Linked DNA regions of Mus musculus: regions 1, 3, 4 and 5 are each linked to region 2. A link is a contact called in public ChIA-PET, HiChIP or PLAC-seq and promoter capture Hi-C data. All regions are on one chromosome and are shown on one strand. The core of a region is the stretch at or near the end of the contact, and the rest is flanking DNA. Distances in the headings are between cores, read along the strand shown. Region 1 holds the start of Gtf2h4 (general transcription factor II H, polypeptide 4). Region 2 holds the start of A930015D03Rik (RIKEN cDNA A930015D03 gene). Region 3 has its middle 32 kb from the start of Gm4577. Region 4 holds the start of Trim39 (tripartite motif-containing 39). Region 5 holds the start of Psors1c2 (psoriasis susceptibility 1 candidate 2 (human)).

The links. Promoter capture Hi-C pulls out the DNA fragments that hold promoters and counts their contacts. ChIA-PET counts read pairs in DNA pulled down with a chosen protein or histone mark. HiChIP or PLAC-seq counts read pairs in DNA pulled down with a chosen protein or histone mark.
Region 1: a contact with region 2 is called in an RNA polymerase II ChIA-PET map of memory CD8 T cells, with 13 read pairs. The contact joins the promoter of Gtf2h4 here to the promoter of A930015D03Rik in region 2. A contact is called at or near these places in 1 of 484 Hi-C or Micro-C datasets (the G1E-ER4 cell line), 1 of 115 datasets of contacts at active chromatin or transcription factors (memory CD8 T cells) and 1 of 9 other capture datasets (liver).
Region 3: an RNA polymerase II ChIA-PET map of memory CD8 T cells shows a contact between it and region 2, with 69 read pairs. The contact joins the enhancer-like site here to the promoter of A930015D03Rik in region 2. A contact is called at or near these places in 4 of 39 promoter capture datasets (the C10 cell line, the HPC-7 cell line, cranial neural crest and 1 more), 2 of 15 datasets of contacts at CTCF or cohesin (both in embryonic stem cells), 14 of 484 Hi-C or Micro-C datasets (B cells, CD4 T cells, the G1E-ER4 cell line and 7 more) and 3 of 115 datasets of contacts at active chromatin or transcription factors (effector CD8 T cells, embryonic stem cells and memory CD8 T cells).
Region 4: an H3K27ac HiChIP or PLAC-seq map of T-cell acute lymphoblastic leukemia shows a contact between it and region 2, with 3 times the contacts expected there. The contact joins the promoter of Trim39 here to the promoter of A930015D03Rik in region 2. A contact is called at or near these places in 9 of 39 promoter capture datasets (the C10 cell line, the HPC-7 cell line, cranial neural crest and 4 more), 2 of 15 datasets of contacts at CTCF or cohesin (the NIH/3T3 cell line and large pre-B cells), 17 of 484 Hi-C or Micro-C datasets (the 3T3-L1 cell line, CD4 T cells, the HL-1 cell line and 10 more), 10 of 115 datasets of contacts at active chromatin or transcription factors (the SCID.adh cell line, T-cell acute lymphoblastic leukemia, cardiomyocytes and 7 more) and 1 of 9 other capture datasets (adipose tissue).
Region 5: a promoter capture Hi-C map of cranial neural crest shows a contact between it and region 2. The contact joins the promoter of Psors1c2 here to the promoter of A930015D03Rik in region 2. A contact is called at or near these places in 1 of 39 promoter capture datasets (cranial neural crest) and 1 of 9 other capture datasets (adipose tissue).

The regions. Positions count from the first base shown.
Region 1 is chr17:35,672,297-35,674,996 of GRCm38.p6, reverse strand. Gtf2h4 (general transcription factor II H, polypeptide 4) reads left to right here and starts at 1,254. Exons shown (of 14, transcript NM_010364.4): 1 at 1,254-1,441; 2 at 2,169-2,311. The coding sequence starts at 2,172.
Region 2 is chr17:35,993,248-35,995,947 of GRCm38.p6, reverse strand. A930015D03Rik (RIKEN cDNA A930015D03 gene) reads right to left here and starts at 1,444. Exons shown (of 2, transcript NR_015618.2): 1 at 1,388-1,444.
Region 3 is chr17:35,735,119-35,737,818 of GRCm38.p6, reverse strand. No RefSeq gene overlaps it. Among named protein-coding and RNA genes, the nearest start is that of Gm4577, 32 kb to the right of the region's middle. Within about 2 kb of position 1,353, at least 49 of the 459 cell types and tissues checked have an H3K27ac peak or open chromatin away from gene starts, as enhancers often do. A contact at or near this core is called in the G1E-ER4 cell line and memory CD8 T cells, where this site is marked.
Region 4 is chr17:36,270,049-36,272,748 of GRCm38.p6, reverse strand. Trim39 (tripartite motif-containing 39) reads left to right here and starts at 1,316. Exons shown (of 7, transcript NM_178281.1): 1 at 1,316-1,412.
Region 5 is chr17:35,531,786-35,534,485 of GRCm38.p6, reverse strand. It overlaps Psors1c2 (psoriasis susceptibility 1 candidate 2 (human)), which reads right to left and starts at 1,285. Exons shown (of 2, transcript NM_020576.2): 1 at 1,192-1,285; 2 at 1-587. The coding sequence starts at 1,246. The coding sequence ends at 235.

The DNA.
Region 1 (2,700 bases), core at 5-2,504, 320 kb after region 2:
ATTTTTGCCCTTGGTAAATGTGTTTCTCATCTCGGTACTGGGACTTTCTTGTGCAGATCTCTTATTCTGTTTTTGTTTGTTTGTTTGTTTGTTTGTTTGTTTTTGGTTTTTTTCGAGACAGGGTTTCTCCGTATAGTCCTGGCTGTCCTGGAACTCACTTTGTAGACCAGGCTGGCCTGGAAGTCAGAAATCTGCCTGCCTCTGCCTCCCAAGTGCTGGGATTAAAGGCGTGCGCCACCACACCCGGCTCAGATCTCTTATTCTTGTTGAGCTTGATAGCCTGTGATGTAAGAATAACAGAATTTGCCCCCATAAGAATTGGAGACCCTACAGATGACCTTAGTTGATGTCATTTTCCCTTTCCCTTGTCTTGCCTAGGATAAATTCATAAATCAAATCAGGGCAAATGATAGCTTTCTCTTAAAAATTGCAATGTAATCTTCTAACTCCCCAGGGAGTTGGAAGAGATTAAGATTGAGTGAGCAGGTGGGAGGATGGTGGAGAGATGGCTGTCCTTCCAAAGGGCCCAAGTTCAATTCCTAGCACTAACATAACAGCTCACTGCTGTATGTAATTCCAGTTCCAGGGAATCTGACTTCACATAGACATTTTGATTGATTGAGCTCCAAATGAGGGCAATTGTGTTGATCCACGTCATGTGAAGATGTTCTGCACTGATCATTATCTCAGTTTCGTGAGGAACAACAGAGGTCAAGAAACCCAGTTTGTCGCCGGGTGTGGTGGCGCACGCCTTTAATCCCAGCACTCGGGAGGCAGAGGCAGGCGGAGTTCTGAGTTCGAGGCTAGCCTGGTCTACAAAGTGAGTTCCAGGACAGCCAGAGCTATACAGAGAAACCCTGTCTCGAAAAACCTAAAAAAAAAATAAGAAGAAGGAAGAAAGAAAGAAAGAAAGAAAGAAAGAAAGAAAGAAACCCAGTTTGAGGTCTCTACATCTAACATAACACCACTAAGCTGCTTTAGTACGTCTCCGATAGGAGGCCCCGGAGCTCCTCCAGGTTTGCTGCCTCCTCCTGATCTGACAAGAGATTCACCTTGCTGTATAGGGGAGAGAGGCGCGGAATCAAAAGGTCTGACTTCGGATGTTTCTAGGGAATCCCAATGAAAAGCCACCTTTTCTCGGCCGGCCTTCTTGCGGTGCCTTTAGGGATTTGTAGTCAGAGCCTGACTCATAGTCTCCAATGTAGGCTAGAAGAGGACTACAATTCCCAAGATGCCTTGCGACAGGCGAGTGCATTGCCTATTCTAACCCCCTTTACTCTTGACACATTTCTCTGCTCTCCCTTCTCTTTGGACTGCTTATTGACTGGGTCCTGTCTGTGAAGTTCTTCGTGGTTCTCCCACCTTTTAGAATTCTCATCCTTTATTTCCAGGAGCCAATGCGAGACATTAGCACTGATTAGGCGACGGCTGGTGACCCGGGGTGCGCGAGGGGGAGCCGAGTGGTGAGGGGGTTTGAGAAGGGTAAGGGAGAGAGTTGAGCGAGAAGCGGAGTGAAAGGAAAGTCGGGGAGATGTGAGGAGCTCAGAGGCGTGGGTCTCAGTGAGAGGGGTAAGGCTGGCTGGAGGGAAAGGGATAGAAAGGGATTTAGGTTGGTAAGCATGAGGCAGTTTATAGCCGTGTCCCCAGATGAGAGCTAAGGATTTGACCCATTTGGACTGATCTGACCAGGAGGGTGGACAAGAGAGAGAAGCCTGGGCTCAAATAAGTATCTTTGTCAATGCTTAGGTGAACTTGAGATGTCATTGATATGCAAAACACTCGCAAGTATGAAACGATAAGTAATTCAGTCCACACCGGTGAGGATCTGGATTTGATCCTCAGGACCATACACAAAAATGAGACTAATTCCACCTCCTGGAGACTGAACAAAGGCTGAACTTCAAGGGCAGATATGGGATGAAAAGCCTGGTGGCCACTTGGGAAGTAAAGGCAGATGGATCAGGGGTTCAAATCCATCCTTGGCTCCATAGCAAATTCAAGGCCATTGTGAGCTGCATAATGAAGAAAAGAAGCAGGACACGAGGGGTTTGGGAGGAATAGGTGATAAGTGGCATCAGACAGGAAAGTACAGAAAGTGAACCTAATAGATCTGGAGTCAGTGATATAGGCCTGGGTCATGTGGGAGTTCTGACATTTGTCCCTCTCAGGTGATGGAGATCACCCCGGCGAGGGGTGGACTGAACCGAGCACACCTACAATGCAGGAATCTCCAGGAGTTCTTAGGAGGCCTGAGCCCTGGGGTGCTGGACCGATTGTATGGGCACCCTGCCACTTGTCTGGCTGTCTTCAGGTGAGGAGCCTTCAGAGCAAAGGGGATGTTTGGAGAATGTAATGGGGCCTGCAGACTGAAATTAGTTAGCACGGGGAGAGGCTTATTAGCCCAGCGTGAGTACCAGGGTGTTAGACATTACTCCAAAGTGTGTCAGTCCAAACCAGAAAGAGGTTGTGGGGACAGTGGGACTGCTAAGGACGTGGGAGATGGCATGAGACGTTTGAGAGACAGAGGTTGCAGGGTATTTGATCACATAGTGAACTCCAAGATTATGAACCAGAAAAACCTTGTTATTGTGGCTCAGCCCTAAGCACACACCTTTTTTTTAGCCAAGGGCTAATGTCAACCGTAGGTCAAGAGATGGAGCAACCAAGTAAACAGAAATTAGCAACGTTGAGTTGAAGGGA
Region 2 (2,700 bases), core at 195-2,694:
GTAAACGAGGAAAATACCTAATAAAAAAAAAACAATAAAAAAAAAGTTCACTCAGAGAAAGACTCGGGGACACTGGGAGCCTGGACACTCAGTGTCACCCCCAGCCAGCTACTAAAGACTTTCTAGTGGCTTAAACCCATGTCTGAGCAATCTTCTCGGGCGGATAATACCATCTGTATTTTCCCTGCTGTGTACGGACATGCTATGAACTACCAGCACCAAATTTCAACTCAGCAAGAATGTGATCTGGGCTAGCAACTTTCATTAAACAATGTTTCCTGTGACCACCCAGGATCCAATGTATGAATATTTTTGCCTGCATGCAGCCACCAGTGCTGGACACTGAACCTGGGTCCTCTGGAAGAGCAGCCGGTGCTCTTACCTGCTGAGCCCTCTCTCCAGCCCTGCTTATTAGACTTCTAACACATCAAGAACTTCATTTCAACCAGACATGGTGGCGAATGCCTTTAATCCTAGCGTTCAATAGGCAAAGGCAGACAGAGTCCAGGCCAGACCCTACTACATAGCAAGACCGCCCCCCCCCCAGTCCCCCCCCCTCCAAAAAAAAAAAAAACCAATATCGAGTTCTCTGAGTAACTGGCTTAATCTCTTCCATGGCTCATTCATCCTGACCTCACAGAAATCCACCTCCTGAATGCTGGCATTAAAGGAGTGAGACACCGTGCCTACCACCATTCCCTTTATAAGGTGTGAAGAGTGGAGACCAGAGGACAACTGTATCTTTCCTAACACAGCCTCCATTTTTTTTTCCTCTAAGACTCACTACTTAGGCTACTGCGGTTCACCGAGTAGTCCCGAGTAGTCCCGGGGATCGGCCTGTCTTCCTCCCAGCTGGGTTTTCATAACAAGCCACCACGCTCACATTTTTAAAGCGATTTCCGATGATCAACCTCGGAGGTCCTGTGCTACAAAGCAAGCTCTTTACCGATTAAGCAACCTCCGCGGCCCTAAACAATGTGTTTTAACACACCACGTTATATATTTCAAACGTGTGCAATTTTTGTCACTTACACCTAAATAAATAAAGCTGGGGAAATTAAAATCTAATGAGGGCCGGGCATGGTGGTGCAGGTCTTTATTTCCAGCACTCCGTAGGCCTAGGCAGATAGATCTGGGTTCGAGGCCAGCCTAGTCAACAGATCGAGCTCCAGGAAAGTCAGGGCTACACAGAGAAAACCTGTCCTGAAATGAATGAATAAATCTACTAAGTAAGCTTAGTTGAGCCGAGAAAATTAAAATGAAAAATACTATAGTAGGCGCTTCAAGTTGCGAAGGCTTGACGATTGTACGCTTTTCTAGATTTGATAACCGACATTTCTGACCAAAACAAACAAACAGCGACTTTAAAAGGTTTTCGTGGGCTTACCGTTTGAGGAAGAGACATGGCGAAACCGGTCTGCGACGCCGGACTAGACGCAAAGCCAAGCCCACGGGCGAAACACATCCGTCTTCTTCACCCGTTGGGTGGGACTTCCGCTATCAAGGCTCCACCTTCTTAAAGGTTCCCCAAAAACCGCTAGCAGCTGGGGACCGACCGTTCAAACACTTGAACCTATGGGGGACCATTTCACCCAAAGAATGGACTGTCAGATGGTATTAGAAATTATCTCGAGCTGGCCGTGGTGGCACACACCTTTAATCCTAACACTCGGCACTAGGCAGGCAGGTTGGTGTCTGAGTTCGAGGCCAGCCTGGTCTACAGAGTGAATTCCAAGACAGCCAGGGCTACACAGAGAAACCCTGTCTCAAAAAATAAAACCAAATAAATAAATAAATAAATAAATAAATAAATAAATAAATAAATAAATAAATAAATAAATAAATGACTTTTTCCAACCATTGAAATCTGCTACGAGTAGAAGAACGAAGCTAAACGGTTTCAAAACAGCAGCAACGCAATAGCTCTAAGATAATTTTTATTTGTGGTATGAGATAAGGTCTTGTTATTTAGCCCAGGATAGCCTATCTGTTCACAGCAATCCTCTTGTCTCAGCCTGAAAAGCTGGGGTTAAAGGGGTGCACCACAGCCCAGCTCCATCGAACGTCGCGCGACGTCAGGGTTTCCTCTGCGCAGCCATGACGCATCTTGACCAGCAGGTGGCACTGCGGAGTCGCAGGTGCGGTGGACCGACCCTTTACCCAAGGCTGTGGGGATCTTGAGTTCCAAGTGTTTTTCCTGCTGTTGCAGCTACTCATTACTTACTACCTACTGATACATAATATTTCAACATAAAGATGAGCTGTAGCCGCACAGCTATCTGAACGTCACCACCAGTTATAGGCTGTTGTGAGCTGCTGGGTGTGAATGCTAGAAACCCTGGAAGAGAATCAAGTGCTCCTAAATTGCTGAGCCTTCTCTCCACCCCATAGCCAAATTACTTGACAATTACATCCTTATTCCAATGCCTGCACCTCTATCCGCTATATGGGGCCTTCAAGCTCATCTCTTCAATGGGTCCACTGCACCACAATGTTCAATGCCACCCTGACCCTGCCCACCCCCCACCCCCAACCCAATTACCTTCAACCTCCATCGTCTTCCTCTGGGCCTTCTCTCCTCCCTCCCCTTTACATTCCTGGTTTTCTCTAACTGGCTTACTCCTCTTCCCAGACAAGAAGTAAGACGCCTGCAAATTCTCCTCTCTTCCTACACAGGTTCTCAGCTTACACTACACTCTG
Region 3 (2,700 bases), core at 104-2,603, 260 kb after region 2:
TATGGTGCATGCCAGTGACTCCAGAGGCTGGCAGGCCACGATTGCCTTATTGAGTTTGAGCTAATTTGTGTCCAGCAGACTCTCTCTCAAAATAAAAAGTAAGAGGGGATTGGAGAGCTGACTCGGTGATTAAGAGCATGTACTGCTCTTTCAGAGGACTCGGCTTTGGTTCCTAGCATGCTGGTATCCAGCACCTCACAATCGTCTATAACTCCAGCTCTAGGGGTCTTTGATGTCTCTGGCCTCCACAAGCACCTGCACTCACATGCATACACATACACACAGTCGCATACACATAATTAAAACAATAAAAATAGTTTAAAAGTAAAATTAATGGGGCTGGAGAGCCTGGGGTGGTAGCGTACATTCATCCTTGACCCTAGCACTTGGGAGAAAGAGACAGGGCAGCCTGGTCTATACAGCAAATTCCTGGCTAACCAAATCTGGACCCATTGCTACAAGACATTGTTAGGGGCCAACGAGGGGACAGCAAAAAAAGGCACTTGCCACCAAACTTGACAATCTGAGTTCAGTCCCCCAAAACCACGTGGTGGGAGGAGAGAATTGACTCCTGACATTGTCCTCTGATTTCCACACTTGAGCTGTGGCCCGTGCCCTAAAGAAGGTGTCAGTTCCCCTAAAGCTGGAGTTACAGGTGACTGTGAGCCATCAGACATGGGTGCTGGGAACTGTCCTTGCATACTCTGGAAGAACAGCATAGGCTCTTAACCTCTGAGCCATCTCTCTAAACACCTAAAGCTTTTAAAATTTAATTACAAGCCTTCTGTGAGGCTCACTGATTTGAAAACAAACCCTCACTCTTCAAGTATAAAAAGCCCCCAGGAGGAAGATGAAAGACAAGCTATTTAATTGTTTTTCAGTAAGCTGACTGGTGCCCTTGGGCTCTACTGAGCTAGGAATTATTGGTAGGCAGTAAGCTCTTCCAGAACTGGCAGTCCCAGCTGTTGGGTGCCTAAGGCTCAGGGCCTATTGCTCCAGGCTCTAGATGCCAGAACCTGTGGCGCCAAAGCCTTGGGCCAGCGGCTTGCAGCTCTGTGCTGTAACCTCTAATGCCTGGCCGCTTTCACAATCCTCTGCTTCCAGCTGCCGCTGCGGATGCTGCAACTGTGTTGCTGTTTCCGGATACAGAGTTTCTCTGGTAGCCCGGGCTGTCTTGGGACGCACTCTGTAGACCAGGCTGGCCTCAAATCCAAAAGGTCCTCCTGCTTCTGCCTCCAGAGTGCTGGGATTAAAGGTGTGCTCCACTCCTGCCCAGCTTGGTGCTGCAACTCTTGAAAGCAGGATCAGACGCTGGGACCTCAGCTGGCCAGGAGGGGGAGCTGTAGCTCTGGTGGCTGGTATCGCTGTTCTTGGGCTGAGTACTGGGACTCAGACCTCAACAGCAGCAAGTATTTATAATCCCTGGGCCTTGGTGCTGGGATCCTCCATCCTTTAAGCTTGTCAGCTCCTGGAACACTTCCAGTGACAGAGGCCCACAGGGTTCTCTGGTTCTTCACCGTCCGTCTACCTTCAGCCTCAGCTCCTTCCTCTCTCCCACTTCCTCTTTCCTTCCATGGCCCCCCAGCCCCTCATTAATGCGACTCATCCCTAGCTGCTGCAGCAGTGGCTGCTGCCTCACTGTCTCTGCTTCTGCTGCATCTCCTCACCAACCTAAGAACTGAGTTGAAAGTTGGGTATGGTCAACAAAAGGCAGTTTGGCTGGCTGCTGGTTGACAGTCTGTCAGTTAAGGTAAGGAGACACCTGGGAAGGATCCAACAGCTGTCATGCAGGGAGTCAAATCACCCTGCCCCAACAATTTATGTAAAGGGAAGAGGGTCTATCACTGATACCAACAGTCCTTTTTTTTGGGGGGGGGGGAGTTTCGAGACAGGGTTTCTCTGTGTAGCCTTGGCTGTCCTGGAACTCACTCTGTAGACCAGGCTGGCCTTGAACTCAGAAATTCACCTGCCTCTGCCTCCCAAGTGCTGGGATTAAAGGTGAGCGCCATCACTGCCCGGCCCAACAGTCCTTTTTTAAAAATCACATTTTTTCCCCATTTATTTCATTTTGTGTGTGTGGAGGTGAATGGACTAGTGAGCTCTCACTTTTACCATGTGGCTGCCAGGGACTGAATTCAGATTATCAGGCATGGTGGCAAGTACCTTTACCCAAGACATCTGGATGACCCTCAGGAGCTATTTAAATAGTGCTTAAGTTGCCTTAAGAATACTTAGCTTCTACTCCAATGCCCCAAGCATAAGCAGGTCACTAATCTGTGCTAAATCGTTCCTTTCTTTTTTTTTTCTTTAAAGACTTATTTATTATTATATCTAAGTATACTGTAGCTGTCTTCAGACACACCAGAAGAGGGTGTCAGATCTCATTATGGATGGTTGTAAGCCACCATGTGGTTGCTGGGATTTGAACTCGGGACCTTCAGAAGAGCAGTCAGTGCTCTTAACCACTGAGCCATCTCTCCAGCCCAAATCGTTCCTTTCTTTGCTGTGAACTTCTCTCTACTAAATCTTGAGTTGAGTGAAAAGGGCAATGTGCCTTATCCTGGGGAAATAGCTGGCTATCTTATGGGAGTCTAAAAAGGGGTAGAGTTGACTTCCGAGTGTCAGCCAAGCCTCTTCTGGTCATACGTGGACAAATAATGACATCTGTCAAGATGTTTATGTCAAGAAGAGGACTGAGGG
Region 4 (2,700 bases), core at 67-2,566, 280 kb before region 2:
AGCAAGGTCTTCAAAGAGAAAGAAGCAGGCTTTGGTTCCCACCCAGTGTTTCCTGAGCACAGGATTTGGTCCTCCTGGCATCCTAGATGCAGGGGCAGCAAAGCACCGAACTAGACCGGTTTTCTACACTCCAGCTCCAGCCAGGGAAAGCGTTTCGCTAATGTCAGCTGTGGTGGCTACTCCTGGTGGTCAACTTGACTATCTGGAAGGAATTACAACCCAGAATTGGAGGGCTCACCTGTGATCCAGATCTTGAGGCTGGAAGACACAAGTTTCTGACCTGGATCTTGACATGGAGATCTTGAGGTACAGTGGCCATTAAGTTTAGGACCAGGCAAGGCAGTACACGACTTCAATCCCAGACTGGGGCAAGGAGTTCTCTGAGTTCAAAGTCAGCCCGGGAGAAAGCAAGTCCCAAATCCAAACAAGGTGGTGCACACCTTAATCTGGGCCACGCCTTCTGCTGGAAGTCTACATAAGGACATAGGAAGAAGGAAGATTCTCTTCTTCACGGGCTTGCACTTACTTGCCAGCACATCTGTCGGAACCTACTTCTACAGAAGACCAGCTGAAAGAACTAGCCACGTGGGACTGCGCAACTACTAGATTCTTGGACTTCCCATCCACAGCTGCCCATTGTTGGGTTAGCCTGTAAGTCATCACGATTAATTATAGAGAGAGAAACATTCACTAGGTTCTGTAGCTCTAGAGAACCCCTGGCTAATACATCACCCAACCGGAGGAGGGGAAAAGACGCACCTCGGTCTGCAGCCAAGATAACTCACCTACTACAGCTTGCCGGTTAAATTGCCAAACCTCAGCCAGTCGGAAGTGACGTGCCAGCATAGACTCTCAGGTCGGCCACGTAATACACCGCCGCCTTAAACAGCAACCCTCCCCCAGAATTGACCCGGAGACCGGGAAAGTGTGGCCCAACGCCCACAACCCGTAGCCGCCCAGGCCTCTGCGGTTCCCAGCCCCACCGAGGACCAGCTTGAGCCTCTGCGGGCTCGCTGACCGCGCAGCTCTGCCAGCCCAGCCACGGCGCGCTGCCCGCCATGGGGTTCGGCGTCTCGCCACGCGCATGCGCGGCCCTCAGTCTCCGGGGGACCGCTCTGGTCACCTGGGCGCCAGCACCTCAGCCACGGGAAGCGGCGGGTTCCCTCTCGCCCGGTAAACTAGCCGCGCAGGCCCTCGCCTCCGGCTCTCCGCCCGCCACCCGCCGCGGGCCCGACTAGGCCCTGGCACGGCGGCTCGGCGCCGCGCAGCTGTCTTCCATCGCCGCAGCGCGGCTTCCGCTTCCGGCGAGTATTGTGTGTCGCGCCGCGGGGCGGGGGTGAGGGGAGGAGGAAGGAGGGAGGCAGTGCTCCGGCGGCTCCGCGCCCGGCACTCCGGGACCCGGAGCCGGGAAGGTAGGTGCTGCGCCGCCGCCACAAGGGTCCCGCAGCCGGCTCCAGCGAGCGGGCTCCTCTCGCCGCGGCCCTACGCCCGGCGAGTACGTCAGCCGGCCGGCGCGCAACCACAGCTGCCTCCGCCCGCCTCGGGCCCGGAGGACGTTTGCCGCCCCGGCGACGTCAGCGCGTCCGGCGTTGCTTGGCTACCCCGCCGTTCCCCTGTCCCGCTGCCTTTGGTCTCCCCGGGTGAAACTGACGCAGTCATCGCGGGTCTGGGCTGCGACATGGCAGCGGGCATCCCACCTTCACGTCACACCTCTCCCTCACTTAGACACGCATCCGTTCCTCCCTGCCAAGCACGACGTATGCTCCCTCACTCTGGTCCTCATGCTCCCGATATGGCTGGAGAAGATGGAGAACGGGTGGGACAGAGTTGTGGCCAGTGCTTGAAAGAGGCTCCTGAGGTGGTACCCAATAGTGATTAAAGGCAAAACGTGGACGTCTCTGACGCGATTACTTACACTGAGATCGAGTAATGGAGAGTGGGAGGAAGGATCAAGCCAGAGGAGCACAAGGCCATATTATGGCTGCCCTCTACACCACCACCACACCACCCCCAGCTCCAAATCCTCTCCGTTCTTCACTATCCTTGAGCCCGTTTCTCTCTCATACCATCTATTTGCTAATTAGATACATGCAGGTCTCTCAAGTGTGAATATGGTTCAGTTTTAGGTGAGGATGCCACTTATCTGTAGGATTGAGGAGGAGGAGGCTAAGTCACTAGTCAAAACTGGATTCTAATGGGCAGAGAAGAAAGAAATCATCCAACTGTACTTATCTGGATCAATTCTTTTCTCCATTAAAAGAGGATAAGTTACCAACTCCTACTTAAAATCCTTCCATTTGTACCACCAGTATACAGAAATAATCATTGTTGCCCCAATTCATTACATGGGCACTTTTCTGTCGATGGGTAGACCTATCAAATTTCCTTCCTTTTTGGGGGGCCCCTTTTGGGACAGAAGGAAAGTAGGGGGTTATGGGACCAGATAAATTAGCTTACTTATGTATTGACATCTTAAGAATGGAGAGCTTTGGTTGTCTCTTTCCATACACTTATTCATTTATTGAGACCAATAACTATTTATTGGTTATATTTAATTTAGGCTGGCCTCGAGTTCCTGAGGCTCCTGCCTTTGCCTCCTCGGTACATGCGCTACCTACCTAGTATTAACCATACCTGGCTAATTTCCTTCCTAATCACTGACTATCTAAGGAGTTAGTTATCAGTAGTGACGTTGAAAGA
Region 5 (2,700 bases), core at 36-2,535, 460 kb after region 2:
TGTGCTTTCTGCTGATCAAGAGAAGCGAAGGGACAACATAATGACTGAACAGGGACCACAAAGTGGAGGGAGGGGGGGTTGCAGAGCATAGACACTTCCAACATAGAACACAATTCAAACAGAGACTGAGGAAGGGAACTAAGGGATTAGGGAAAATTGAGATTCTAAGCGGGCAGCCAATGAAAAAGGTGGGCTTTGGTGTGCTCTGTGGAGGCTCACGTTCCCTAGGGTCCCCTATCTATACTCTTCCTGGGGTGGGTCAAGGTCTGGCTCCTCCTGAGATTCATGGTCCATCTCAGGGGCAGGAGGCCAGGGGTTTTCTGGGGGCTGGGTTCCTGCTGGCCAGGGGTCATCAGGCAGAGGAGGTTTAGGGGGATCAGTGCTTGGGGGCTTTGGGGGCCAGGCACCACTGTCAGGAAGATCTCTCCAGGGACGGTTGGAGCCTGGAGGCGGAGGTTCATCAAACAAAGGAGGCGCCCCAGGCCAGGGATCACCAGGGATTGGGGGTCCCAGAGGCAATGGTGGGGAGTCCTCCTCTTCGTGGGTGTCTGTAGATCCGGGAGAAGGGTCGCCATTGCCTGAAATGCCTGTAGAGGAGGAAGGAGAATAAGAGATACAGTCGCAGAACACTTCCCACCCAGCTTCATACCCAAAGGTTGAGCCTCACTTAGACTAGCACAGCCTGAGCCCCAAAACAGATCTCAGAGTGACCCCCAAAGTGCTCTCCATACATTTCCCAAACACTGAGGCCATCTTCACACGGTGTGAAAGCCCTAGGCTCATCCGGACCACTGACACGATCATACTTCCAAATGGTTCTCTGTTCAACCTTGGTTGGGATACTCCACTGGAACCTCCCCCAGGGTGGTCTGCACTGGAAGTGGTCTTGGCCCCACCTGTCACTCAGGCGCCATCTCTGTAATAACCAGCCCTCAGTCCCAGTGACTCCCTAGGCCTGGTGACTCCACACAACTCTATCGCATCCCTCCACCTGACCCAGCAACATATTCAGAATCAAGGTGCCCCTGCCTGCAATCCCCTGAGCTTCCCCACTAAGGACACTCCAAGAATCCCTTCTGCTCTGCGTTCCTCTTACTCCTTTCCTCCTGGGGGCGTCCCCTCCCTAAGGGTGGGTCATTTCGACCATCTCCATCACCCCAGCTGTGCTCCTGGCCTATTCTGACGACTCACCTCCTGCACACAGGCAAAGGACCAGCAGGCCTAGCAGCTTCCAGGTGAGCATCATGGCTGTCTACTGGCCCCCAAGGCGGGGTGCTCCGAGTCTAGGTGCTTGAGAACCTAAGAGGCTTTATAGCAGAGGAGGTAGAGGGGGTGGCCAGTCTGTGGGGAGGGGCCAGCTCAGCACCCTAAGGAATCCCTACCAGAGCCTAACTGGTCAAACCCGTTTACAAAGAACCTGCCAGTAAGCATCCCTCTTTTCTGTCCCCCAGTCCCGGGGGCCGGGGGCAGCCGGGTCTATCAGTGACCCAGACCCCAGGAGGCTCCACCCTTGTTTTCACACCTCCTCCATCCACACCCGGCAGGAATCAGGACCCACCTGTCATCTTTATAATCACAAGGAAGGCTACCTTTCATCCGTGATAGTTATTGGAAGCCACAAAATGGGGGCAAACCTCGCGTGGGGAAGCTTGGTAATTAGAGGCAGAGGCGGGACGCCTGGGTCAGAAAGCACCCTCTAGACTGGCATCTCAGCCTCGGAGCTCCGTCCCCCCACTCCCCTCTGGACCATGCTCTCTGGCATGTCACCTCAGTCAGTCACTGGGAACTTCCCAGGCAGTGACATCTAAGGAATTCCAGGGGGAGCCACCTGGGTGACGCGGGAAGCCAGGATATCCTGGTTCCTGACCCCATGCAGAGGTGACTGCATCAACACCAAAGACTCAGGAAGAGCTCCCCTCCCCCACCCCTGCCCTTGTAACCCTAGAAATCTTCCTTCTTCAGGATGGCCCTGAGCATCAGGGTCCTTAAGACACACCCACCACCACCACCACCACCACCAAGAGAGATTGCTTCAGAAGGCTTGAGAGTGTCTGGACTACAGCTCCAATCCCCACACATCTGTCCCCACCTGGTCGGTTTGGGATTCTACTTATGGCTGATCAGGGAAACTTGGTTTCCACTTGATAGCCCTGGCCCCAGAGCATCCATCTTGATCCTGGACCATCTCCCTCAGGCTCCCAAGGTTTTAACCCATTGTTACTCTTCCTCCCTCCTCTCACACACAGATTTTTTTTCTTCTTTCCTTTCTTTCTGGTCTACAGAGTGAGGTCCAGGACAGCCAGGGCTACACAGAGAAACCCTGTCTTAAAAACCAAAAAAAAAAAAAAAAAAAAAAAAAGAAAAGAAAAGAAAAAGAAAATGTGAGTGTTTTACATACAAGTGATGCACAGGGAGGTCAGAAGGCATTGAATCCACCAGAACTGGAGTTATAAACAGTTGTTCGACTCCATGTGGTTGTTAAGATTTTAATCTAGATCCTCCGGAAGAGCAGCCAGTGCTTAGGACCACTTAGCCATCTCTCCAGTCCATCCCAAAGCCCTTCTGGAACTGTGCCCTGCCCCTGCCAGGAACCCCCTGCCGTCCATCACAGTCTGGAACTGTGCCCTGCCCCTGCCAGGAACCCCCTGCCGTCCATCACAGTCTGGAACTGTGCCCTGCCCCTGCCAGGAACCCCCTGCC